Regions from separate parts of the Mus musculus genome. Here region 1 is linked to region 2. The links are chromatin contacts, called in public targeted proximity ligation maps. All regions are on one chromosome and are shown on one strand. The core of a region is the stretch at or near the end of the contact, and the rest is flanking DNA. Distances in the headings are between cores, read along the strand shown. Region 1 holds the start of 1810055G02Rik (RIKEN cDNA 1810055G02 gene). Region 2 overlaps Lrp5 (low density lipoprotein receptor-related protein 5).

The links.
Region 1: a targeted proximity ligation map of pancreatic cancer cells shows a contact between it and region 2. A contact is called at or near these places in 13 of 39 promoter capture datasets (3T3-L1-derived adipocytes, the HPC-7 cell line, HPC-7-derived erythroid cells and 8 more), 11 of 484 Hi-C or Micro-C datasets (CD8 T cells, the HPC-7 cell line, LSK cells and 4 more), 21 of 130 datasets of targeted methods (the 230-238 cell line, CD8 T cells, the HPC-7 cell line and 15 more) and 2 of 9 other capture datasets (adipose tissue and liver).

Annotation. Positions count from the first base shown.
Region 1 is chr19:3,706,853-3,711,627 of GRCm38.p6, forward strand. It overlaps 1810055G02Rik (RIKEN cDNA 1810055G02 gene), which reads left to right and starts at 1,441. Exons shown (of 4, transcript NM_028077.3): 1 at 1,441-1,584. It overlaps Gm36608 (predicted gene, 36608), which reads right to left and starts at 1,316. Exons shown (of 3, transcript NR_167751.1): 1 at 1,209-1,316.
Region 2 is chr19:3,667,060-3,671,330 of GRCm38.p6, forward strand. The region is part of intron 1 of Lrp5 (low density lipoprotein receptor-related protein 5); the gene reads right to left. Among named protein-coding and RNA genes, the nearest start is that of Gm36672, 17 kb to the right of the region's middle.

The DNA.
Region 1 (4,775 bases), core at 191-2,690, 39 kb after region 2:
CAGCAAGCCATTGATGGGCAAATTCCACACAGCGGAAAGCAGGTTGTGCTGATGACAGCACAGCAAGGCTTATATATAGTCTTAATAGAGCTCAGAGCAGGGTCCATTGGTTTCTGATCCCAGGACTCAAGACAGGTTATAAAACTAGAAATAGGCCAGCCATGGTGGCACATACTTTTAATCCCAGCAGGCAAACAGATTTCTGTGAGTTCAAGGCTAGGATGATCTACATAGCAAGCCCCAAACCAGCCAGGGCTGGACTGTGAAACCCCAAACCAGCCAGGGCTGGACTGTGAAACCCCAAACCAGCCAGGGCTGGACTGTGAAACCTTGTCTCAAAACAAAACTGGCAACGATGATCGCTTTGGATGGGCATGGTAGGAGACCTAAAAAGGGTTTTACACAAATTGGCATTCAGTAGCAGAATTCACCTACTGACTTGCAAAACCTACTTTACGTTAAATTCTTTCTTTAAAAATTATGTATGCTGGATGCAGTGGCCCATGACTTTAATCCTAGCACAGGAAGTCATGAGGCAAGTGATCTCTGTGAGTTCAAGGACAATTGGATCTATGCAGAGTTCCAGTACAGAAGGGATACAAAGAGAGACCCTGACTCAAAAATAAAATACAAACATTATGTATGGGAATTTTGCCTACTCCAATACATATTATGTATGTACGTGCACTGGAGGCCTTAAGGCATGGAATCTCCTGGAACTGCTCTTTCAGATGGTCGTGAGCCACCGTGTGGATGCTGGGAATCAAGCGGGGTCATCTGCAAGAGCATCAGTGCTCTTAACTGCTGAGCCATCTCTCCAACCCTAATCTTTTAAAATTAAAAGCAAGTCTCACAGGCTTTCCATTTCGTCCCACGTGTCATGCCACGTGTAAAATTCCAAAGCCCTTTGTGAGACTGTTTCTGGACTTGAAAACAAAAGCGAGATCTTCTTGCAGGATTAAATCAGTGTATTGCCTTTCAGGTGAAATGCTTAGCCAGAAGCTGGCAGGTGCAGTGTGTGCAAAGCAAACCTCAGTAGCCAAGCCATGCCTGCGAGCAAGGACAAGGCTGGACCGCCTTAAGGAGTTGAATAGCCGATGGGAAGAAAGATCAGGAACCGGGTCAGAAGAGCCTCATAAAGTACCTCATGAGGCCTTCTAGAGCTGCCCTGTCCAGACCAGCCATCGTCCGAGTACATCTGCGCTCACCTGATCTGACCCCTCTTCTCCCCGGCTTCTGGGAAAAGCCCTAGACACAGACATAGCCTACAAGTCCCTGGATCGCTCACTTCCGTTAGATCGGCTCCAAATAGCTCTGCGTGGCCAAGGCGGGACCAAGTTGGAAGGCAGCTCCTGAAGCAGGCGTGGCCTAAACAAACCACGCCCACCGCACGCGGCCGCGCGTGCCAGCGACAGCCTATTGGTCCCGCTTTCGTGACGTCTTTCCGGGGCAGTCCGGGTGGGGTCCAGCGCGCACCAGTGAGCTGAGCTAACTGGGTTTCGCTGCGGTCCACGTCCCCGCGCGGGGCTGAATCGCTGAAGTGGCTGCGCTGCGGTGTGAGGGCCACGGGCCTGCCGCGTCCGGGTAAGTGACCCGCACTGCTGTCCAGGGAGCTGTCGTGAAGGCCCCATGAGCCGCTTGGGGATGGACAGCGAGGTGCGGGGCGGAGGAGGGATGAATGGGGACCCGGTGCGCTAGGCGGTGAGGAATGGAGATTCAAGGCGGAGGAGGGAGGAATGGGCCGAGCCCTTAGAGAAGCATGGATGCGCAGGAGGAGGAGGAGGAGGTGGGCTGACGGCGATCGCCAGTCGATGCTGGGCAGTTTGCGAGCACTCTACGGACATTCGAGAGTAGGCGAGTCTTGGATCAGGCTGTACCCTAGAAGGTGTTGGTCTCGGAAATAGTTGAGGCCTGCACCCCAAACTCTTCTACCTACCAATGAGGAAAATCCATCACATTTTTCCTTCCTCCTCATTTGTCTACTTGCCTGCCTCCCCTTGTGGCCGCTAGCTTGTGCGCTTAACGGTCTGGCTGGAGCTTAGAAGTCCAACTCTTAAAAACTTGTATTACTTACACCCCGACCCCTAGGAACCAGCTCTAAAATTTCAATAAGTCAACCAGCAAACTGTTTAAAATACAGGTTTTCCGTTTATAAATTAGACTCGCCTGTTGGACAGCAGAATATCAGAAATACTGGCTTAGCAAGCGTTTAGAACACAGACCTTTGGCATTTTGGTAGTGAGACCTGAACTTTCAGATACCTGGAGATAAGCGGTGCAGTTAAGATAATATTTAATGTTCTGGGATCGTGGGCTAATGTCTGCCACGTGGATACATCCTTTAGATCACAGGGCAATGTCTGTGTACATAATACGTCCAAGCAGGTGATGTGTCAGGATTAGGTAGGTGACTGTGGTTTGTCCTGTACTAGCTTTCCCAATTTCTGTTCTGTAATTGTGTAACTTCCCTAGCGTGGAGTAGAGACGGGGGCCCTGCTGATAGGGATTATTAATGGTCTTTGCTGAGTCTGGACTTCTTGAATTGAAATCTGTGTATGTCAGAGAAAAAGCTCACCAATTTGAGGTCTAGTGATGTGTATATAGCAATCCACACATCATAAAGGCATTAAAGGCAAGGCAAGATTGGGAGTGCAATCTGTCAAACAAACATTAGAGGAATTGGGCAGCATCTCAAGGGTTAGTTGTCACTTGGGGACTCACACAAGTCACCTGGCTGAACTTTAGTAGGAACAGCTCAGGAAATGCAGACTTAAAGTCTTATGTGTATAGACATTGCCCTGTGGTGGAAAGGGTGTGCCCGTGTGACACGATGGAATTGAGAACATGATACTGGCCTTCTTGTATGAGCTGGCAGAAGGTGTCCTGATGCTGATTCCCTGCAGATCCTGTGGGGACCAATTCCCAAAAAGAGACTCAACCCCAGTCTGTTTGTTCTAGTTTCTGAGTTAATACTTGGTTTTTTTGTTAGTGTTTTCTTTCCTCTATTTAATGTGTATGGGTGTTTTGTTTTGTTCTAAAGATTTATTTATTTATTATATGTAAGTTCACCGTAGCTGCCTTCAGACACTCCAGAAGAGGGTGTCAGATCTCATTACAGATGGTTGTGAGCCACCATGTGGTTGCTGGGATTTGAACTCAGGACCTTTGGAAGAGCAGTCAGTGCTCTTAACCACTGAGCCATCTCTCCAGCCCCTGGGTGTTTTTATGTACATATATGTCTGTGCACCACATGTGTGCAGTGCCCTTCCCATTCAGAAGAGGTTGTCGGGTCCTCGGGGAGTGGAGTTAACAGACTGTTATTAGACAGTGCAAGCCTGTAACCTCAGCATTGGGAACTCTGAACAGTCAGTCTAGTCAACGTGGCAAGCTCCAGTGGGTTCGTCAAGAGATCCTATCTCAAAATATGTAATATATAATATAAATATAATGTATGATAGGTGGCTCGAGAGATGGCTCAGGAGTTAAAGGCACTTTTACAAGATATTTTTATATGTATGGGTATTTTGTGGCCATGTATTGTACAACATGAGCATGAAATGCCTACAGAGGCCAGAAGGCGGTGCTGGATCCCCTGGAGTTGTAGGTAGTCCTGTGGTGTAGGTGCTGGGGATCTAAGCCTGGCCTGTGGAAGAGCATCCACTTAACTGCAGAGCCTTCTTTCTGGCAAGGTCTCAGAGTGACACATTCCTTTAATCTCAGCACTTGGGAGGCAAAGGCAAGCAGATCTTTGTGAGTTCAAGGCCAACCTGGTTCACATAGCTTGTAATAAGCCAACCAGGGTTACACAGTAAGACCCAGTCACAAAAAGGCAGACAGAAATAGATGACTCTCACTGTGACTCCCGACTTGGAACTCATTGTGCAGATGAGGACTTAGACCTTTGGGCATCCTCATTCCTCTGCTTCGGAAGGACTGGGATGCAGTGCACACTGTCATGTCTGGTCCTTCTGTAGATGCTGAGAACATTGAGGTCCAAGCACTCTAAAACCCTCGAATGGAAGCTTTAGGTCACATGTATGTTCTTTCTGAGTCAATTCGTAAAGGTTTGTATAGCTTCTGCTATGTTGTTCTGTGGACCCAAAGTCTTCATTTGTAGCTGGGATACCCTTGAACTTGCCTCTTGCCTCTGCCTCCCCATAGTACAGGTAAGTTTCATCATGCTTAGTTCTGTATGTGACCTTGACATTGACCATGCCAGACAGATGAATTCACAGTACAAGAGCCTTTTTGCCTCTCTTCAGTGGCTAATTCCTGTGTCTGTGGGAGTGGTTTCTAGACCCATCCTCTGGCTAGGAGTCAGTTATTAGGAGTGGCACACAATAAATGTCTCCCAAGAAACCTGTGGAGTGTTTTAGAGATATTCTCTTGGAACTACGCTCGCGCACTCTCTCTCTCTCTCACTCACTCTCTCCCCCCATCCCTTCCAAACCCCATATGTGTGTGTGTGTGTGTTTTAACTCACATGTGTATATGCATGCACAACTTTTATATATGTGGCTACTTGCTTGCATGCATACGGCTGACTGCGTGGGAACACAGGTATATGCAGGTGGGCTTGTGTATACAGGTGTGTGTGTTTCTACACACACATTTGGTTTTGAATAGCAGGTTTGTGGTGATGCCATGCCATCACTGTCTGCTAACGCCTGTCCTCCAGAAGGTGCGAAGCTGCCTGTCTAGTCTCCTGGCATCACCATCTGCTGACGCCTGTCCTCAGGAGCTCCTGGGTGACCATTAAACGCTCATCAATGAAAG
Region 2 (4,271 bases), core at 917-3,416:
CTGGCTTGATCCTCTTCCAGCAGCCAGCCCACCTCCTGCTCCTTTCACAAACCAAAACCCTGATGTATACCAGCGACAGGCTCACCTGTGCCTCACCACGGCACTCTGCTCACATCCTATGGGCTGCTAGGACAGTGACTGTCTTATCTGGCCACCAGAGGACTGTTGGCAAGTAATTCCCCTAGTATAGATGACAAATCACCAGGGGTGCTCTGGGACATTACTTCACAGTCTAACGTTGAACCTGCATGACCCCAGCTGAGTAGACCCTGCACCTAACCCCAGGAACTCATGGAACCTACCAAAGCTGGCTCGTCTTCACATGACTAAGGTCTCAACTGTCTAACAGGAGGCACCAGGCCAACAGCCTCTGCAGAATGCTGGACCTAGCTACTGACACTCTGCAGTAGAGGTTTCCAGAAAGGAAGTCCTTTACCATGAAAGTCATTTCCCCTGTTAATCAGTTTAACTTGGTGACATCTGCACTCAAGAACTTTAACAGTCTATGTGTGTGTGGGGGGGGGGGGGGGGAGGTGGGGGGGTGGTGCTAGGTGGCCCAAAGGAAAGGTTCCAGGACTTCTCTGGGAAACTCAGCTTCTCCTGAACCTTCACCCTCTGACACACACGTGCACATGTGCATGCACAAACAAGCATGTGCACACTCCCAAAGCCCCAATTTAGCAACCACATAATGCTACCAGCTCAGGGATCCCCAGGACAAATCGTGACATTGATTTATGTCTGCAAATGTGCGTTTTCACTAATTAGAAGGTTTAGGACAGAGTAGAGAAAAATATGTATTTCAGAGTCCCAGTTTGACTTGCCAGAAACCAGCCCATTACTAACATTCTTATTTTCGACAAAATATAGCATTCTGATTACACACCATCTTGGTCCCATGGCTCTCAGCCTGCCAGGCTCCCGGAAGTGGCCCACGACCACGGCAAAGAGTAAGACAGCAATCCCAAAACGGAGATGCACTCGGAGCCCCTGGGGACTGAGTGCTTGGACACTCTGACGGAGGCAAGTCCTTCCTTGGGACAGCGGCAGCTTTCTCTCAAGGTCTCCTGGCTTGTTCTACCAGGTACAGGACAGCCACTCAGGTTCATATATAGGAAGAGCAGCCCATCAGACAACTCCCCCAAGAGGATAATTGTGACATTGCAGCCTGTCCCCAGGTCCGTTTCACATACGTTAACCGTGTCTCAGACACCAAGGAGCAGAACCCAGGGGCCCCTTTGGCGAGTTTCATGATCTGGAAAGAGGGAGAGAGGGAGAGGAAGAGGGGGAGGGGCAAGAGGAGGGGACAGAAAGTGAGAACACACATGCAGGTGTTTAGGCTACATGTATGTCAATATACAATGCACATACCTGGTGCCTGCAGGGGTAGAAGAGACACAGACCCTTAAAGTAATTTCAAAGAAACCATTTACAATGCAAATAGGCTTCCACTCTCTACCTCTTTGAGCTTCAGTTTCCCCATCTCTCATCCTGGGGTTGTGGTGGTTCCATCTCAGCCACTGGGCAGCGGCCAGCACAAGCCTCAGTTGTTTAATCTGTTGTTTTCTGGGTGTTCCAAAGGAGGACGCATTTATTTACAAAGGAAATCGTCACTAACCACACCTAGTGTAAGAAGCACACACACCCAGGAATTGTTCTCATCAGACCACTGTCTAAGTATCAAAAGCAGCGCAAGCACAAACTACACAGAACTTCTGGGAACGGCACAGGGCTCCTGCTGTGCCACGTTTACCCTGCATATGGCCTGGGACCCTCACCCATCTTTAGCAAAAAACTAAGCTGAGCAGCCGGGCTTCGTGGACTCTGTGGACACCGGGATTTTCCTGGCAGCCACCATACGGTGCATCTGCACAGTGACCTGAGCCTGGGCTCCCCTTTCACTGAGGACCAGCACTAGATGCAAAGGCTTGGAACTGCAATGTCTGCTCAACATATATGAAGCCCTGGGTACTGTCCCCAGCATCGGGAAAGAGCCACTGACACTCAAGGTCAGGAAGAGATCAGAGTCCTTGTGTCCCCAAGACCGATGCAGATTAAGAATTCAGCAAGGATGAACTTAGGGACCCAGGACTGGAGCTGCAGTCAGGCTGTGGTGCCTCGGTGCCACACCCTGAGAACTACTGCCAACCCTGCAACAGTCAGTCAGACCTGCCAGCTAGCTGGCACTGACGCATTTCCACGGAGGTGGGAGAAGGTGGGATGGCCCAGGCCCTCCCCTGCGGGCCAGAGAGGGAAGTGGTTCCCGTGTGGCCACAAAGATCACATTGTTCTGTCCTCGGAGAGGAAACTGGAGAACCGATTTCAGAAACAAGCCTACCTTTGTACCAGCGCCTGTTTCCTTTAAGTAGTGCAGAGACGAGTCAGAAACCCGCGAAACTTATCATCGCTCTCCAAAGTCTGTTTATTGAGCCAAACTTGCAAGTTTCTGCTTTCAAACAAGCCACAGCTCCTGGAAAAAAAGTGGGAACCCAGGTGCCAAGGCACAGGGGCCACCGCCCAAAATGGTGACAGGCGCCAACTCAGGATCCAATGACAATTCTGTCCACCATGTGGCCAAATGGACAGGCAAAAACAATGAAGGGAAAGACACAAACCATCTCTGGGGGCGTAGAGATGAAATTCTAGCCCCTGGCCTTCTGGCCTCAACCAAGCTTATCAGGGCACAGACGTGCCTGGAGGATTCTATGTGAGTCTGGACTCTAGCTGTCTTGGAGCCTCAGGGGCAGCAGGTCCAGAAGTTGGTGAGGATGCAGAAGAACCCAGGAGCCCTTCCCACAGTGCCTGTTATGGACACCAGGACACACGGACTGTGCAGAGACCCAAGGATAACCCAAACTCCCTACTGAAGAAATCCAGAGAGAAGCTCTAGTCTGGCTCTGTTCTGGGGCAGGTCCTGGCTTGCTGACCCCCACAGATCCCATGCCTGCCCGCCTTCCTAGACTGCTATCTGCCAAATGGTCCTTAGTCCCCATAGGAGGTGGATTTGCAGTCACCTGTGCTACAGATGAGAAGACTGAGGCCTAATAAAGGCAAGGAACCTTGCAAAGTACCACCTGGGGCAACTCAGCCCAGAGGACTCAGGTGCCTGGTGGGGGAGGGGACTGTCTCTCCACAACACTTAGGTTGATTCATTAGAGAACTAGGTGTGGGACTCAAACTTACGACCCCTGCACTCCAGAGGCTGAGGCGGCAGGATCACAAGTCAAGACAGTCTAGGTGGACTAATAAGATCCTGTCTCAAAAACAGGGGGAGTGTTTTCTGGAGAGACTGCTCAGGGGTTAAGAGCACCAGCTGCTCTTCCAGAGAACCTGAGTTCCATTGCCAGCACCCACACGACTGCTCACAATCATGTAACTCTACATCCAAGGGATCCAGTCATGCAAAGCCACAGATGCAGTCAAAACACTCACGCATATAAAAATAAACCTAAAACAAACAAAAACAAAAAAACAAGATTGGCGCATTGTGCGCAATGCTGACAGTTCTGTAAAAGCTATGTGAACAACATGCGATCACTAGGCAATGTTCCTCATCTTCCCCGCTACATAGGAAGTCCGGAAGACTGGTGGAGACCTGCTTGTGTGGGGCCTACCTGCCTCGGCAGCTCCCTACATAACACTAGGCAGGATCCATGTACTCCTCAGCCTCAGCTCAGAGCTGTAAACACAGCAGACGTGAAGACCACACAACAATGTAGGTTAAGGCCCTGCACTGGCTGGTCTTATGTCAACTTGATCCAAGCTAGAGTTATTTGAAAGGAGAATAAAATGAAAAAATGCCTCCATAAGATCCAGCCATAGGCATTTTTTTCTTTTTTAAATTAATTTAGTCAGTCAGTCAGAATCTTTTCAAGACAGGGGTTCTTTGTGTAGGTCTGGCTTTTTTGGAACTTACCCTGTAGACCAGGCTGGCCTCAAACTCACAGAGAACTGCCTGCCTCTGCCTCCTGAGTGCTGGGATTAACAGTGTGAGTCACCACCACCTAGCTAGGGTATTTTCTTAATTAGTGATTGATGAGAGAGGGCCAGCCCACTGTGTGTGGGGCCCCTATAGGCTGGTTATCCTGGGCAAGCCACGGAAAACAAGACAGTAAACAAACCAGTAAACAGCACCCAACCTGGCCTCTGCATCAACTCCTGCTTCCAGGTTCCTGCCCTGACTTCCTTTGGTGATGAACAGCAATGTGGAAGTGTAAGCCAAATAAAAATAAACCCTTTTCTCCTCAACCTGCTTTCTAGTCACGATGTTT